2 separate regions of the Drosophila melanogaster genome follow, and region 2 is linked to region 1. The links are chromatin contacts, called in public Hi-C maps. All regions are on one chromosome and are shown on one strand. The core of a region is the stretch at or near the end of the contact, and the rest is flanking DNA. Distances in the headings are between cores, read along the strand shown. Region 1 holds the start of Hmt-1 (Heavy metal tolerance factor 1). Region 2 holds the start of CG5478.

What was found. A called contact is a pair of places that touch in the nucleus more often than the background predicts.
Region 2: a Hi-C map of the Kc167 cell line shows a contact between it and region 1, with 6 times the contacts expected there. The contact joins the promoter of CG5478 here to the promoter of Hmt-1 in region 1. A contact is called at or near these places in 21 of 107 Hi-C or Micro-C datasets (the D17-c3 cell line, the Kc167 cell line, the OSC cell line and 6 more) and 4 of 6 datasets of contacts at active chromatin or transcription factors (the Kc167 cell line and the S2 cell line).

Annotation. Positions count from the first base shown.
Region 1 is chr3R:15,855,944-15,858,889 of dm6, reverse strand. Hmt-1 (Heavy metal tolerance factor 1) reads left to right here and starts at 1,420. Exons shown (of 6, transcript NM_142246.3): 1 at 1,420-1,560; 2 at 1,937-2,252; 3 at 2,308-2,507; 4 at 2,568-2,893. The coding sequence starts at 1,953. It overlaps CG31183, which reads left to right. Exons shown (of 9, transcript NM_001300413.1): 9 at 1-1,019. The coding sequence ends at 559.
Region 2 is chr3R:15,932,245-15,935,190 of dm6, reverse strand. It overlaps CG5478, which reads left to right and starts at 1,457. Exons shown (of 1, transcript NM_142256.2): 1 at 1,457-2,491. The coding sequence starts at 1,505. The coding sequence ends at 2,296. It overlaps Fbxl7 (F-box and leucine-rich repeat protein 7), which reads right to left. Exons shown (of 5, transcript NM_142255.3): 5 at 2,304-2,946. The coding sequence ends at 2,688. It overlaps blp (black pearl), which reads right to left and starts at 1,344. Exons shown (of 3, transcript NM_001300420.1): 1 at 1,259-1,344; 2 at 877-1,188; 3 at 251-816. The coding sequence starts at 1,039. The coding sequence ends at 554. It overlaps Sap47 (Synapse-associated protein 47kD), which reads right to left and starts at 91. Exons shown (of 8, transcript NM_169688.3): 1 at 1-91.

The DNA of each region.
Region 1 (2,946 bases), core at 171-2,670:
TGCCCAGAGGAACTGCGACATCTACAGCAGCCGCAGTCTGAGGGACATGGAGGAAACCTCCGATAGCTGGGAGCTGGCACACTTCCGGCTGCCGCTGAGCGGAGCACTCAAGAGCCACCATCACCTCAATAACAATAGCCACGGCTATGTGCACTCGAATTCCAGCTCCAATCTGAGCGGTATCCTGCAGCCGCCGCCACTGGGTGTCCAACGCACCCGGCTGAAGCCCTCGCCCACGATCTCAACGCTGCTGACAAGCGCCAGGAGTGAGGCCAATGCCTCCCCAGGCCCCGAAACGGGCAGCATGGGCAGTGGGCAGCTGAGGATCAAGTTTGCTGAAGGAGACGAGACCCCACTGCTGCCCACACCGCCGCCGCTGGCTGCTCCTCCACCGATTCCACAGATGGTGGCCGCCAGTCCGCAACGGAGCGGCAGTGGCCAGAACATTCCGGCGGACAGCAGCCACTACGGCTTCCTGGTGAAGAGCTACAAGCAGCAGTGCCCACCGGTGGCGGGCAGTGCCGTCACCCAGCCACTGCTGGCCAAGATCAACTCATAGCTGTATGGGGGGGAGTCGACTCCCTCTTCACTGTAATCATATGCATATTAAATGTACTTGTTTGTGATAATAAGTTAAACCCAAGTTGAACAAGTTAGTGGTTAGTCAATAGTCGACCGAATCAAATTCGAAATTCGTACGGGAAATCTTCTAAAATGTTTCCTAGGTTTTAATCGCCCCATCCCCTTACTCATAAGTAGCGAATTTTATATTTAACCAAACCTCAAATTAAACAAAAATAAAAACAAAAAAGGCAACTCTAGATGTAAATAGAAACTTACTCCCAATCAATTTGTTCCTTGTGCTTTGAATATTCATTCTCTACAAACTCAAAAACTTAGCTTAGTTATTACCTAAGGTTAAGCGTAGACAATTTGTGAAAATTTCTTGAATGTAAAGTATTAGATGAACATTGAATATTTATTTTGAGAATTGACGAATAAAGAAATCTATATAATCTGTATATTTTACCCGCAGTATGTCGAAATAGGGTTTTAAAAACAAGGAATATTGAAATAATCACAATTTCTGATAAGATGGTGTGTTGAAAACCAGGAATGGTAAAGTAATCGCAAATTCTGATAAGAAAATGGTTTGAAAACTGGGCGCCAAGCTGAAAACCAGGGCTGAAAGCTAGCGTGACCGTTTCCAGAAAATTTGTTACCTTCAATTTGATAAGAGAATTACTTTAAACCTTTGATAGCTTAAAATTAAATCACTTAAACAAACTCTCCCTGAATTTATTATAGCAATCGAAAATGTTATATATTAAGCTATGTTCATTTAAATGAATCTCACCTGTTTCCACTGTACAATGTGTATGTGGTATGTTGTGTGTAAGCAGAAACGGCCATACCGAACCCTTGGGTCAAAATTATTTATGTTGATCGTAGTTGGTGGTGATTGGGTCGGAGTTGCCCGCCAGTTGTCCATTAGTTGAGTTATCACCTGTCACACGACTGATTGCGGTGTTTCCACCAGATCGCGACTTCTTATAGCGGGTAAGAGGGGAGCACTAGACCCGCCGGCGAATCGAGCATACGCAACATTGCATAATTTAGCATATCCAATGGGCTGGATGAGTTGCAGTTTCCACGGTTGCCGGACTCCAGGGTATTTCGGATCTCTTGGTGCCGTGCTGCAAGGGCACCAATTATCAATTCACAATCTGCACTCCGCTTACCCGGAGGAAAAAAATAGTGATTTCCCCTTTGGGGGCGTCTGATAATTTGGGTGAATAATTGCGAAATTGCCGCCAGCCCATAAAACAAAGCAATTGTGTTCACCGAGCTGTTTCCCAGTGACAGCTCCACTTTATCTGGCACGTTTCTATCAGAGCTTATCGTTCCGCAATTGCCTTTCCTCGTCGCCGCGCAGGTACACCGACTTCACCATGCTGTACTGCCCGCCCAACGTGACCCTCAGCGAGGTGTGGACGCAGCATGGCATCTCGCATTGCTTCATGGACACCGTGGGACCGGCGGTATACGGTGGATTCCTTCTGCTCTTCGGCAGCATTCAGTTGCTGATGTACCGGAAGTATGCCACCAGGATTACGGATCCCACGCAAATCTCCAAGTCACGACTGTTCGCGATGCAACTCTTTCTGTTGCTCCTGCTCCCGGTTTTGGCTCTATTGCGGTTTCTGATGAATGCACGTATTTATCCAGATAGTGCGGTGTACGGCTATATGGTAAGTATGAAAATGATCAAGAAGAAACAATTACTGATCGAAATCTTTTCTGCAGATCTTCTCCACTTGCGTTGTGTGCTTCTCCTACCCGTTCAGCATCTGTTTGATACTCAAGGAGCGCTACTACCAGCTGCCCTCAATGCCCACCCGAGGACATGGACTTGTTCTATTGCTATTCTGGACGTTGGCTTTCATTAACGAGTCGCTGGCCTTCATAAATTTGCGCCACGAGGACTGGTGGTTCCACCTAAAAACGTAAGTAATGCAAACGGCTGTAAAACGGATAATCTATAGTACCGCCTTTACTACTCGCAGGAACAAGGATCAAATTGAGATGGGCTTGTTTGTCACCCGGTTCCTGTGCTCCCTGCTCATCTTCGTTTTGGGTCTGAAAGCTCCTGGCATCATGGCCCCGTACAATCCACATCAGCGGCTGGACAATGATACCGCCAACGAATCGCAGGGAAACGTGCAGACAGGATCTGCTTTCAGGAACGGATGGCGCAAGCTGCGCACCGTCTTTCCGTACCTCTGGCCTAAAAAGAATATTGCTCTGCAGATAGCCGTCATCGTTTGCATTATACTGCTGCTTGCCGGTCGAGTCATAAAGCTGTTTTTGCCGATTTATCGCAAGAAGTTGGGTAGGTCAAGAATTATGAACGTAATTCGTTAAGTAATTCATTGCTAATCTCCT
Region 2 (2,946 bases), core at 208-2,707, 76 kb before region 1:
CTATGGAAACAACAACTGCGCACCAGTAATGATTATTTTCGGTTTGTTCTCGGCCAGTGCTGCCCATCGAACAGCTGACTGCTGTCGGTCGATAGCTCTACCGATATGTTCGCGCATCTCTGGCTTCTGCAACAGCTGATTTTAAAATTTCCAAGTTCCTATTGCGAAAGTTTGGAAGCCCATTGCAGCATTAGTTTATTTACATCAGCATAATTTTAGCTATAGCTAGATCAAGACATGGAACTTTGTTGATACTTAAAATATTTTTATTTTCAAACCCCAAGAAGCGTGATCTTAAAATCGATCCGATTCTAGTTACCTGGCCTGAGAGTAAAATATTTATACCTAACCGCCTGAGCTAATCCGTGTTAGTTTACAAGAATTCCATTACATTTGTGTTCCTGGAAAGTCGAGCTCTTCTCAGAAAGTGTTTACACTTGTCTTCATGTTCGTAAATCTCTATTTACAGCAACAGACTTTCATTTTTTGTACTTAACACGTAGTTTTTAAATCAATTATCAGCTAATTAGTTCGATTGGGACAACAAGGATACTCAGCGTCGCTGCCGCGATCTGCTCTGAGACTCCTCCGCCGTATCTTGCGCTGCTTCCGTATTTGACGACCTCGGCTGCTCATGGGCCTTAATCTCATGGTCCAGCCGCTCTTTCGCCCGGAAAACCTTTGACTGGATATAGAAGGAGCCGCCTTTGGAGCGTTCGTTGACTTGAAACAGATGCTCGTAGTTCTTGGTGATAGCGTCCACGTTTTTGGGGTCATCTATATTCAGGATCTGCTTGGCTTCCTCCAGCGTCATGCCTGCATTGATAAGTAGGTGTAAATAGTGAAATAGATAGCATGACTGTGTCCAAGACTCACCTGTGCGCAGGTTGGACTCGGCGCTCTTGTCGCCCTGCTTGCCACCACCCGCCCGTCGTGCTGCTTCCTGAGATGCGGCGATCTCCTGGCGCAGCGCCTTGGTAAAGGCTCTTCCCACTGCCTGGGCGCCCAACACGATGATCTGGGCGATATACTTGGCCATGACGGTTTCTTGTATTCCTTGGATTCGTACGTCAAAACACCGGCATTCTATGTGTACAGCTTAATTTTGGGTCTCAGAAAACGTGTCGCTTTAATTACGCAACACCGTAGTGACCCTCCGTGTTCCAATTGTACTATTTAAAAGGCGTCCTTCTAAAAAAATGCATACGTAACTTTTAACACTTAATTTCGAATGTGATTTATAATTGTATTGAGCTACCAGGTAAATTTTAGCTTTTACTCCAGATATTTACTAACGAGCAGGCGGCGAAAAGCAGGTGAAACAGCTGATTGGAGATGGTACACGGCTTTCATAATTAGCTATCGATATATATAATAGCTATATCATCGAGAATCGAAATATTTTTAAAACCAATTATTTAAATATTTTTACCACGACTACTTTGTCATCGATAGCATTTGTCAGTTATCGTTTTTAAAAATTCGAAATTCCCTAGTTAAGCCAATGATTCAGGAACCGAACTGGAAAAAGGACTACGACCGTCTGGTCCGCGAGCATTTGAATGATCAGAATCAGACGAAGTCGCTACAACGACAAATACGGCATTTTCGCTCAAAGCGCGTACGACTCCAGAATGAAATCGAGGCGGAGAGCAGGAGCATGGACGTTTGGGTAAAGATGATGGAGAACTTGCACCGCGGAGTGGAGCGCTTTCAGAAGCACCACCACCTGCTCACGCCCAAAAAGCGCAAGCAGCTGCGCCGCATAATGCGAAAGCTGCCCTTGAGCAGTTTGGATGAGCAGGTGCGACTGATGGAGGTGTCGGAGCGGTTGGTGCCCAAGCCGTGCAAGGAGACTCCTGAACCACCGAAGGGCAACGAACGCCAGTTCATCAAGTACTCAGTTCCGCATCAGAAAAAGAACTGTGATCCTAATAATCAATCCCCCGTGGACAAACGGCTGGCCAGGATATATGCCAATCTGAAGGCTCTGCTAAAAATCCACGAGCAGACCTCGTCCGTCATCGCTGATATACATTCCCTGATCGCCACTATTAACTATTTGGAGCGGGGGCACTGCACCAAGATAAAGATCACTCCAGCGGAGGGCTCCAGGCCGTCAATAAAGGCTACCATCGAATTGGATCGGCTGCGCAAGACCAAGCACGGCAACCACTACACGCGGGAAATTATGGACGTACGTCCTCCGTACATCCTTGACCATGTGCCGCAATTGAAACCAAACATTTTCGACGCTCTGGGGAGAAAGGCGAAAAAATCAAAATCCAAGCACTGAACCGTTTCTGGTGGGGAAAATAATTTATTACTCCAAGAATTAGTCTACTTAGACATAGTCTACTGAACATGCTCTATGCTACGCTAGTTCTGTCCTGCGTCAGTTTGATATATACAATTTACAATAATCTCATTTAGCTCGGGCAAAGTGGTGGCTGATTACAGAGAACAATTTAAATTATATCCAAACCAATAGATTATATCGGTTAATCATTGAACTAAGACTTGGGGACTTGAGGACCCAAAAGTCCGTGTATGGCTAAAATTTGCCTGCCACTTCATCAACTATTTTGTTTTTCAAGAGTTTTCTTTGCCCATAAATTCCCTTTATATCTGTGCTCATATGGCCTGCCTCTGTGCTTTGTGGTGTCTACCGCCGGCTATGGAACATCTCAACAGAATCCCGGATTTGTGTGTTCGATGATGCAGCGCTTGCAGTACTTCTTGACCGCCCGGTAGCCCTCGATGGAAACCGGACAGTCCTGGATATTCAGTTGCTGGAGACCGCGACAATAATATGCGATACACTGCACCCCGCGGTCCGTGATCATGTCGCAGCTGCGCAGGCTGAGCTTCTTCAGGTTCGGACAGCTCTCGGCCAGAGCTCGAAGCCCCGCGTCGCTCACATCGCACTTCCCGATGTCCAAGGCT